3 separate regions of the Sus scrofa genome follow, and regions 2 and 3 are each linked to region 1. The links are chromatin contacts, called in public HiChIP or PLAC-seq and promoter capture Hi-C maps. All regions are on one chromosome and are shown on one strand. Each heading gives the region's core, a stretch centred on a gene start, on an enhancer-like site or on the middle of the called end of the contact. The rest is flanking DNA. Distances are from core to core; before and after follow the strand shown. Region 1 holds the start of CNDP2 (carnosine dipeptidase 2). Region 2 overlaps C1H18orf63. Region 3 has its middle 56 kb from the start of C1H18orf63.

Evidence for each region. Promoter capture Hi-C pulls out the DNA fragments that hold promoters and counts their contacts. HiChIP or PLAC-seq counts read pairs in DNA pulled down with a chosen protein or histone mark.
Region 2: a contact with region 1 is called in a promoter capture Hi-C map of fetal liver, with 3 times the contacts expected there. The contact joins the enhancer-like site here to the promoter of CNDP2 in region 1. A contact is called at or near these places in 3 of 5 promoter capture datasets (fetal liver, fetal skeletal muscle and liver) and 17 of 47 Hi-C or Micro-C datasets (brain, embryonic fibroblasts, epiblast stem cells and 9 more).
Region 3: a contact with region 1 is called in an H3K27ac HiChIP or PLAC-seq map of alveolar macrophages. The contact joins the enhancer-like site here to the promoter of CNDP2 in region 1. A contact is called at or near these places in 1 of 5 promoter capture datasets (liver), 1 of 47 Hi-C or Micro-C datasets (embryonic fibroblasts) and 1 of 2 datasets of contacts at active chromatin or transcription factors (alveolar macrophages).

Annotation. Positions count from the first base shown.
Region 1 is chr1:149,582,532-149,585,857 of Sscrofa11.1, forward strand. It overlaps CNDP2 (carnosine dipeptidase 2), which reads right to left and starts at 1,788. Exons shown (of 12, transcript NM_001243707.1): 1 at 1,748-1,788.
Region 2 is chr1:149,687,292-149,690,617 of Sscrofa11.1, forward strand. It overlaps C1H18orf63, which reads right to left. Exons shown (of 15, transcript XM_013993265.2): 13 at 625-1,641; 14 at 340-429. The coding sequence ends at 373. Among named protein-coding and RNA genes, the nearest start is that of C1H18orf63, 37 kb to the right of the region's middle. Within about 2 kb of position 1,515, at least 3 of the 83 cell types and tissues checked have an H3K27ac peak or open chromatin away from gene starts, as enhancers often do. A contact at or near this core is called in fetal liver, where this site is marked.
Region 3 is chr1:149,668,168-149,671,493 of Sscrofa11.1, forward strand. No RefSeq gene overlaps it. Among named protein-coding and RNA genes, the nearest start is that of C1H18orf63, 56 kb to the right of the region's middle. Within about 2 kb of position 1,849, at least 6 of the 83 cell types and tissues checked have an H3K27ac peak or open chromatin away from gene starts, as enhancers often do. A contact at or near this core is called in alveolar macrophages, where this site is marked.

The DNA of each region.
Region 1 (3,326 bases), core at 538-3,037:
GTCCACTGAGATAGTAAGCTTGGTAGCTGCTCAACAGATCAAGGATGTGCAGCTTGAGTTTAGTAAAGGCAATCCTCTTCCAACAACCACAACAGAGCATGAAACAGTTAAATATCTCCCTGCCAACTCAGATTGTTTCAGCCTTTTGGAAGACAAGGTTCATAAATGCATACACTGCATAGAAGTCAGATTTTCAATCATAAAGGAAAACCTATTTAGCAGAACAGTATGCTACACCAGATACTCTTCATTTGAGTTCCTGGTCATTACACAGCACAAATTCCATGCTCACTGTGATATATTCTCATTAGCATTATGCTTTTTGCAGCCCAGTTAACCAATCGCCTTCCAGCTAAAGTCAAATATATAGCTATCTAAGTTGAATCTTTAACCAAAGGAGAGTAAACAGAGACTGGATTATTCAGCTCTTCCTGCCACCTCACCAGGTGGAAAAACAACATCTCTGAACTGCTAACTGGGTCAGAGAGGTTAGGCCAGAGCCCCTTTCTCCCTCCCATGCACAGTTATTCCTGTTTCACCAACTGGCCAGTACCAAAGCCATTACAACGGACTACTTTTTTCTGGGGGGCTAAGGTGGGGGGACTTGCACCATGACATGCAGAAGCTCCCAGAATCCCCACCACAGCAATGACTTGAGCCACAGCAGTAACAACGCCAGATACTTAACCTGCTGAGCCAGGAGGGAACTCTAAATGGGGACCACTTTTATATGCCCTGGTGAACCCCATTTATTAGGGTAAAAGCATTGAGTTGGAGTGAACAAAAGCAAACCCTATTGTCTGGAAGTAAACACCAGCCTCACTCCCTTCTTGGAATCTAAGGTTCCTGGGGAGTAAAGTAACTTCAACACTGAAACTCCAGTGAGGGGAAGAAGGGCTGGTGGTACCACCTGGAACCACCCAGCAATCCCTACAAAGATTCTTTCAGTTCTGAGGCTCCATCCTGACCTCCTTAATTCAAGGCACATGCAAAAGTAAAGGGACTCTTGAATGAGGGCTTCAGCTCTGTGTAAAAACCACTGCAACAGGAGTAGGAACCTCTGATTTGCTCAATCTAGAACTTTAATCCCAAACATACAGTTCTACAAAATTATTCCTCACCACCCCTCCCTGCAAACACCAGGGATGACAAAGGCATAAATAAAATCTCCGCCGGGTCGCTGAGTCAGCACCAGGTTCCCGCGCGGGCGAGGGCGGGTCGGAGGCCCAAGGACTCAGGACAGGCCGACGCAGGACCAAGCATCACTCCCGGAGACTGCCTCAGGGCAGCCACGTGCAACCTCCCAGCCTTAAGTGAGGGTGGAGACCCTGACCCCGGGCCTCCGACCCTGAGCGCAGGCCGTCCTGCAACACCAACCTCAGGCCTCCGCCAAAGGTCTCTGCAGCCGAGAGACAGGCTTTAGTTTTCTGCGGGCCTCACTGTTGCGGAGGGCGGGGGTGGGGAGGGGTTGCTCACAGGCGGGTCAGTGTGCGTCCTCCCCGCCGCCGCCCCGGACCCCATTCTGACTGGAGCGGGCCGCATTCTGAGTGGACGCCCTCTTCTCCCGTCAGGGCCGGCCACAGGCCCCTCAGAGCTGGCCTGGTCCCTGGCCCGCCGCGCAGCGACCGGTCTCCCCTGCCTGCCGGGAGGCGGCCTGGACCCCACGCTCCCGGCCTCGGCCCTGCTCCCGCCGCCTGCAGGAACCTCCCTGTCCACAGGGACCTCCTTCCCCGGGAAGGCCGCTCACCAGCCAGCTGCTACAGCTCGGGTTCCGCACCACGTGTCTCGGTCACGCCCCCTGTGCGGGCCCGCCCCGCAGCCGCCCCATCCACCAATCCCAGACCTCGACCGGAGCACTGGCGTATCCCCGCCTCGCCGCCGTGCAGTCCGCCAATCCCGGACCTGGCCGGAAACTGCGCCGCCCCGCCCTCCGCTGTTCGGAGCGCGGCGCCGGCAGGAGGCGAGGCTGAGACCTGGGAGGCCAGGGCTTAAAAGCGCGAGCCCGGCGGCGATCTACTTTGGTCTTCCGCCTTTTGCCTCAACCGTGGGGTTGGAGAGGTAGTGTTTTGTGTGAAGTGGTCCGGGATTGAGGTGCCCACACCCCCCTACCCAGAGTCCCCATTCCCGCGGGTTCCTGAAGCATGTTTTCCTGGTCACACAGGTTTCCGTTTCACGTATCTTTGGCACTTTGTTCACCAAGCCTTCACCGTTACTAAGAGGAATTATTTTAGTATTTAGATCCAGTAATCCTAGGAATTAATGAAGAAAGTAGACCCACCATTTACTTATTGAGCGTCTACTATTTCTCCGAGGGTGTGATTATCTCCTTTAGAGCATCACCCAAAAAATTTGGGAAAGATTTTACCCTTCCCATATTCTATGTTGTTGTTGTAGTTTTAATGACAATTTTATAGTTGGAATGGATGTAGTTCCTCACATCCTGTAAATATTTTTAAATAAGATTACTTAAATTTTTACATGGTTTGTTTTTCCCTTGAAATTCTGTTTTCATCAATATCCGTTGCAGAATTTTTTTTAATTGCAGCATTTCATTTATAAATCATTAAATATCATTTATACTTGATACTATTAATGATACTGTTATACTTTTATACATTTGTACAATATGTATAAAAATTTAAATCAGTATTTACTTTCCTGTAACTAGAAAATTCTGTTAATTTTTTTCTCTTCTAGATTAAATTCTTATTACAATTATTAGTAGTACATGATTGATTAAAAACCACCTACATATATTATACACTTTTGTAAGTAATTTGAATTTATTGGACATATATCCTTCACTCAAATCTATTAGGCTTTAAAAAAATTAGTTCGGCTATCTATAAATGAGATTCTTGATGGAATGAGACTGAATTTGGTGAAAAACATGGCAAAAAGTGATTTAGAGTAAAATCTGTAACACATTACCTGTTTATTAAAATTTTACGGGTATGTGGTGGTACTAAATAAGAGCAAAGAGGAAGCTTGGGTACAAGTAAAAAGTGAATATGCCCACAACATTGTAAATCAATATACTTTAATAAAAGATAAAATTAAAACTGAATATGCATTTACAGTACCTAATAATCATTTGAGAAACGTTAATGAAAATATTTCTCCTGCAAATCTGAATAAAAGTTAAGAAAATGCAAATTTTTATCTTGATGTAGAACCCTTATATTTGAAAATATAATGTTAATTGTCAGCAGATGGAACTTTCTACCTCCTGCCCTTGAAAGAAAGCAAAATATGCAACAGACAGGTGGCCTTGAGTAAGGAGGCATTCTCTAATAGCATACTTTCAAATTGTATTTCAAATTGCC
Region 2 (3,326 bases), core at 265-2,764, 100 kb after region 1:
AGAGTCCAAAAGGTAGATGTCCTAATGGCTGTGGAATTTTCCATCTTTAGGCAGTCTGCTGCTGCCCCGCCCTCTCTACAAAGGCCCCAGAACAGAGTGGGTGGGAGCTAGTGATTGGTCCTCTCTACCTCATCCATTTTTAGAGGCCTTACAACATATAGCAGTTGCTGTTTACAGTCCTTAGTCAAGGGTTGTACTATCCCCGCCATTTTCTATATCCTTGCTGATTTTCAGACTTTAAGGAATTCTTTGGTACACAAGATTGGGGATCCCTAAACCTGGCAATTCCAATTTGGACAGCATAATAAAAAATAAAGCAGAAGATATCACCTAAATTACCTGGTGGATATTTCCTTCTTTCACATCCATGTCCTAAGCTTTAGAAATGACGAGAGATTTCTTAGGTTTTGATTTGTCCAAGTTACGTATCTGTAACCAGATTGAAGAATCACATTTTGTTATAAATTAAGGGTATATACTTGCAGTTGTGTTTGAATAGAATCTTTTTCTTAATGTGTTTCTAGAAGTCCTTGGACGAATAATTTAAATATTTATTTTGGGGGTTTTAAAGGTCTATCACATGATAAATATCCCCAGATTAAAATTTAAAAAATTTTTCTTTACCTGGTTCCTAGAACTGGATTGTCCATGACGGATAGTACTAGAATGAGGCCTCTTTGGAGTTTTTGAAGATTCCTGACATAATTCTCTTTTAGACCTGTGGGGTATTCTGCTTACTATTAATTGGTGGTTACTTACATCATCTTCTTTAGTTTGATCAACTGCTTGTTGATGTAGCAGTTGGGGATCTTCTGTTTCTGTGTCTGATTCAAAAATGTATGGTTGCCTTTTCACTTTTAGTGAATTGTGGCCTTTCCTTAAGATTTGTGTTTTATATTTGCTTGTCAAATTTTCTTTCCCAGTTGCTTGGAAGTCAACAGCACTTTTTATTACACCTAAATTATTATTTGACACCTGAAATACTGAACTATTAGATAGTTGTTTACTTTCATTTAAACTCACAGGCAATGATTTTACACTAGAAGCATAGGACTCAGTGTTTTCATAGGACTCAGTGTTTTTTTCTTGCAGAGATCTAGAAGTCTTTGGATTTACATTTCTAGCAGTCATCTGAATGCTGCGATTACATCTTTTTTTTATAACTGGATCTAAATTCAGTTTGTCATCCTGGATCACACTAGTTTTGAGTGAAAACAACTTAGGTTCTATAACAATATGCTGTTTTCTTTTCAGGTTCTCGGGTTTTAAGATATTTTTGTTCATTTGTATTGGTTGATTTTTGAAAACTGGTATGAATTTAGGAGCAATATTATGTTGGGAGCCAACATTTATGTCTTGCATTGGAGTATTTCCTCTGTTGAGCTTTGGTACTTCCAAATGTACTTGTGCTGCCTTGTCAGACAGGGATTTCTTTCTGTTTTGAACAGATTCTCGCTGGAGGTGCAAAGCTGAGGACACGCAGGGCTTTGGCTGGCTGACTGAAAGCTCCACCTTGTGGTGCATGGCTACTGAACACTGTAGAAGACTTTGAGCTGGGGGGGATCTTATGGAAGGTGCCTGAGCCAGAGAGGACCTGAACTTTTGTTTAGTGGTTAGATTGGGCGGCCTGACTTTGTTTTCCTGAAAGGATAAAGGTTAGAAATTTAGAAAATGCAATAATGTCCTTAATGGAAAAGCAATGATATAAAATACCATCAGAATAAGAATATAAAGTAACACTATAATATATACAACAGGTAAAGAAAAACAAAAACCAAATGAGCTTTATTGAGGACTTGTGAATTTTTTTTTTTCTTTTTGCCTTTTGTCTTTTTAGGGCTGCACTCGAGGCATATGGATGTTCCCAGGCTAGGGGTCTAATCAGAGCTGTAGTGGCCAGCCTACATCATAGCCACAGCCACGCCAGATCCGAGCCACATCTGTGACCCACACCACAGCTCACAGCAACGCCGGATCCTCAACCCACTGAATAAGGCCAGGGATCGAACCGGCAACCTCAGTGTTCCTAGCCTGATTCGTCTCCTGCTGAGCCACGATGGGAACTCCAGGACATGTGACTATTTCTTATGATCTGTATCCTTCTTCGGACATCATCCTTTTAATATTTTAGGATGAAGTTGTATTCCAAATTCTATATAAATCAACTATAAAAACTTTACACTTAACTACTATCATTATCTTCCAAATGTGCGCATGTTGCTGTCTCCCTCAGAAGTCTTTTCCTCTTCTCCCCATTTTTTCCCCTCTCAGCTTCCCAGTTAGTATTTATCACAAAAAAAAAAAAAAAAAATAGGACAAGGTAGCACTATTAGTGTGTAAGTTCAACCTCCCTAGGTAGACACTAGATTTTTTGAAGGTAGGAACCATGAGTTACTTATCCTTACATCCTTCACATTCTTAAATCCTTCACACAGTTACTAACAAAATACTTATTCAAAGAGAGTATAATGGAAAGGTGATTGTAACTATACTAGGCCTTTCGGAATAAGTAGGATTTTGACACTATAGCAGTGACTATGTCTTAATCATTTTGTATTCTCATTGCCTACCAAAGTGCCTGGTACCTGGCAGCAATTTAGCAAGTATTTGTCAAGTTGACTTGTCAGATACATCAAAGAGAAACAAGCGTTTGTAGTCTTTTTTAAAATTTTTGGTAAAAACATATAAAGCATAAATGTATCTTTTTATCCATTTTTAAGCTTACAATTTAGTGGCATTAAGTACAATGCCCATTGTACTGTTGTTGTGTAACCATCACCACTATCTATTTCCAAAACTTTTTCTTTATCCTAATAGAAACTTTGTAGTCTTTAAGCAATAACTCCATTTTTTTCTCCTCATAGCTCTGGTAAACTCTATACTACTTTCGTCTCTATGATTTTGCCCACTCTAAGTACTCCATATAAGTGGAATCACAATATTTATCCTTTTCATTTAGCTTTTCAAGGCTTATCCATGTTGTAGCATTTGTCAGAATTTCTTTTATTTTTATGGCTGAATGACATTCCATTGTATGTGTGTGCCATACTTATCTATTCATCTGTTGCTGGGACGCATTTATAGTCCTTTAAAATACAGTTAATACTATTAAGTCTTAGTGTCTGTAAAAGAGTGACCTGTGACAATAACTTGAAACACTGAACACAGATTCTTTCCTCATACTCCAACATAAAAAACACACAGATTCACAACTTGAAACCTGCTAACAGCGTAGCTCTGGAGAGACTGAGGGGATGGAATTCTTCTTCTTAAGACTATATCCACACAACTATAGATGTGATAAATTCATTTGAGTAATAAAAAAA
Region 3 (3,326 bases), core at 599-3,098, 86 kb after region 1:
TCAATAGGTACCACCTGAATTCAGAGGCTGTTTTTATGTTTTAATTACTTACGGAAAGCAAGGCAGAATCTATACTTCCCAGCCCTTCTCCACTGAGCAATAGTATCAAAACACTATGACCCTGGGTGAGACCAGATGTACAAAGAGAGATGAAGAGAAAATAGAAAAAACCTGCAATTTCCTGCCTCTCAAGAGATAAGACGTTGAATTTGCCTTTGAAGTTAAATGTCTTTTTTTCTGGGAAGCCACCCAATGGAGAAATACCCTCTTCTAGGAAGGTGATATTTGAAACCATGTGGCTCTGGCTCCAAGGAGCTAAACTCCTCTGCATAATAATATAAAGGGTATAATTATTGTGGTTAGAGTCACTTTTCTGCAGATTGTGCTTCTTTAGAGTAATTTTCTTTCCCAAATATGGATTTACACTTCAATGTGCCAATGTTAAAATTATTGCTTACTTTTGTGATGTTAATGCATTGTTCCTCAAAGGCAATGTTGAGAAAAGATCCCCAGTCTGCAAGAAATCCATGCAGGCCTGACCTTCTCTTCACTTCTCTGCACTAGAGGAGAGACCATTGAAAAAGAAAAAAGAGAAAGAAGGAAAAGTCAGAATGGCAAGGTATGGCCACATAAAAAGGGAAAAGAATTGACTGGGCTTTGGGTGGCTCAGTACATACACCAATTACCAGTCTAGAAAACAAGTCTAAGTAAATTTAAAATAAATGACCATAGCAGAATTACTAGAAAGCAATAACAGAAAAACATCTGAAAACATCATAAATATTTGGAAATTAAACTTCTAAATAGAAATATGGAAGTATTTTAAACTGAAAAAGATGAAATCACAAGTCAAAATTATGAGATGCAGCTAAATCAGTGCTTTGAGGGACATTATATTAGAAAAGAGAAAGACCTAGCATCAGTATTCTAAGCTTACACCACATTTGTTAATCACTAAGTCCCGTCAGTTCTACTTCCTAAATATTTCTTAGTTTACTTCTCTCCATCATGCTATCTCAGCCTCCTAACAGATCTCCATATCCAGTCTTGCCTTCCTCTCACCCCAGATCTTCTATTTCTTCTGTTCAGCAGCATCTCTCATTACTTCCTCCTTGCATTCCAGCCTCACTGATCTTCTTGAGTTTCTTAGAGTTATCATACCTTCCTCTGGGTCTTTTCAGACATGTTCCTAGACCACTCTTTTACCTCCAGGCCACATTATTAGCTTCCACACATGGAAAAATCCTACCTTAAACTTCTCTTCTTTCTGGAAGCCCTGCTGCTGCTATAGATAGCTTCTACTATAGCTCATTGTACTTCCTTTGTGGTAGCATTTAACATCTCTTTATCACCCATTTAATTGCCTCTTTTTCCTGACTGCTTGGGGGAGACTAGATGAAGTCTTCTACATCTGATATTGTATATCTGGCCACTAACACAATTCCTGGAACATAGTAGGAGCAAACTAAATATTTGACAAATGAGTGAAAACCTATTTTAGTAGAAATATGACCACCAGGTTTGTGGTTACAAGTCAATGAGGTCATGACTTGGGGATTACAGCTTTCAGTCAACATTGGTTTTTTCCCCAGCATCCACTTATTCTTCCAGTTTAACAATGGCCCTGAATTCTCTTTGGGGATCCATGTGGTTCCTGGGAAGCATATACTTACCCTGGCTCCAGCAGTTACATAAATATTCACGATTGAGAAAGCCGATCTGCTCTTGTGGTTTCTACTACTTGAAACTACAATTTCTCAATTAAATGAGTTACTGGGACTCCCTATAAGGCTTCGGGGCCCTCCCATTTCATCATCTTCCTGTCATGAGAAGTACTGGGTGAAGTTCTCTGGCAGTGTTCCTGTCATGATTCTTTGGAAGGACTATTTAGAAGGATCTGGGTGATTGCCTAATGCCCTAGAAAGAGCATAAGCAATAACTTGGCACATGTTCGAATGAAACATGTCTAATGTCATGAAGAAGGTGAAACAGATAAGAATAATAAAGGAAAACCAAAGTGGAATTAACCTAAATTTAAATAGTATCACTCCCATGATATTTTTTGCATAGAGCAAGCAAATGGAAATGGCTGTCTGGCCGAAAGAGAAAATGCTGTGTCTTATTCCATCTATTTTTTTCCTTTTTTTCTATTTTCTAAAATAACATGAATTGTCTTTTCCACAATATAAATAATTCATGTTTATTATGGACAATTTGGGCATTTAAAAATGTATATAAAGAAATGGATCTCCCCAAACAATACACAGCGTAACCACTGATAATGTCTTTTTTTGGTAATGTTCTGATGCATTTTCTTTCATAAGTTTTTGCACATGGAATATAGATGAATATTTTCCTTTTCAAAATTCAAGTGTATGTTTTTCGTATATTGCTTTTGTCTATGTAAATTATGACCCCCAAAAGTAATTTTTAAAACCTTCCATTTTGTGGATATGCTGTGATTTTTAAAAAATTTTTGTTAAAGTGTAGTTGATTTGCAATATTGTGCAATTTCTGCTGTATAGCAAAGTGACACAGTCATAAATACATACATATATATATATATATATATATATATATGTATATGTATACATTCTTTTTCTTATATTCTTCTCCCAGGAGATTGGATATAGTTCCTTGTGCTGTACAGTAGGACCACATTGCTTATCCATTCTAAAGTTAATAGTTTGCATCTACTAAACCCAAACTCCCAGTCCATCCCACTCCCCTGCTGTAATTTTTTTTCCATTTTTTTTATTACTCAAATGAATTTATCACATCTGTCGTTGTATAATGATCATAACAATCTGATTTCACAGGATTTCCATCCCACAGCCCAAGCACATCCCCCACCCCCAAAACTGTCTCCTCTGGAGACCATTAAGTTTTTTCAATGTCTGTGAGTCAGCATCTGTTCTGAAAAGAAGTTCTGTCTGTCCTTTCTTCAGATTCCATATGTCAGTGAAAGCATTTGATGTTGGTGTCTCATTGTATGGCTGACTTCACTTAGCATGATAGTGTCTAGGTCCATCCATGTTGCTAAAAATGCTGGTATTCCGTTCTTTTTGATGGATGAGTAATCTTCCATTGTGTATATGTACCACATCTTCTGGATCCACTCCTCTGTCGATGGACATTTAGGTTGTTTCCACGTCTTGGCTATTGTAAATAGTGCTGCAATGAACACTGGAGTTCATGTGTCTTTTCCAGTCATGGTTTTCTCTGGATAGATGCCCCAGGAGTGGGACTGCTGGATCAAATGGTAGTTCTATTTTTAGTTTTCTGAGGAATCTCCATACTGCTTTCCACAGTGGTTGCACCAATTT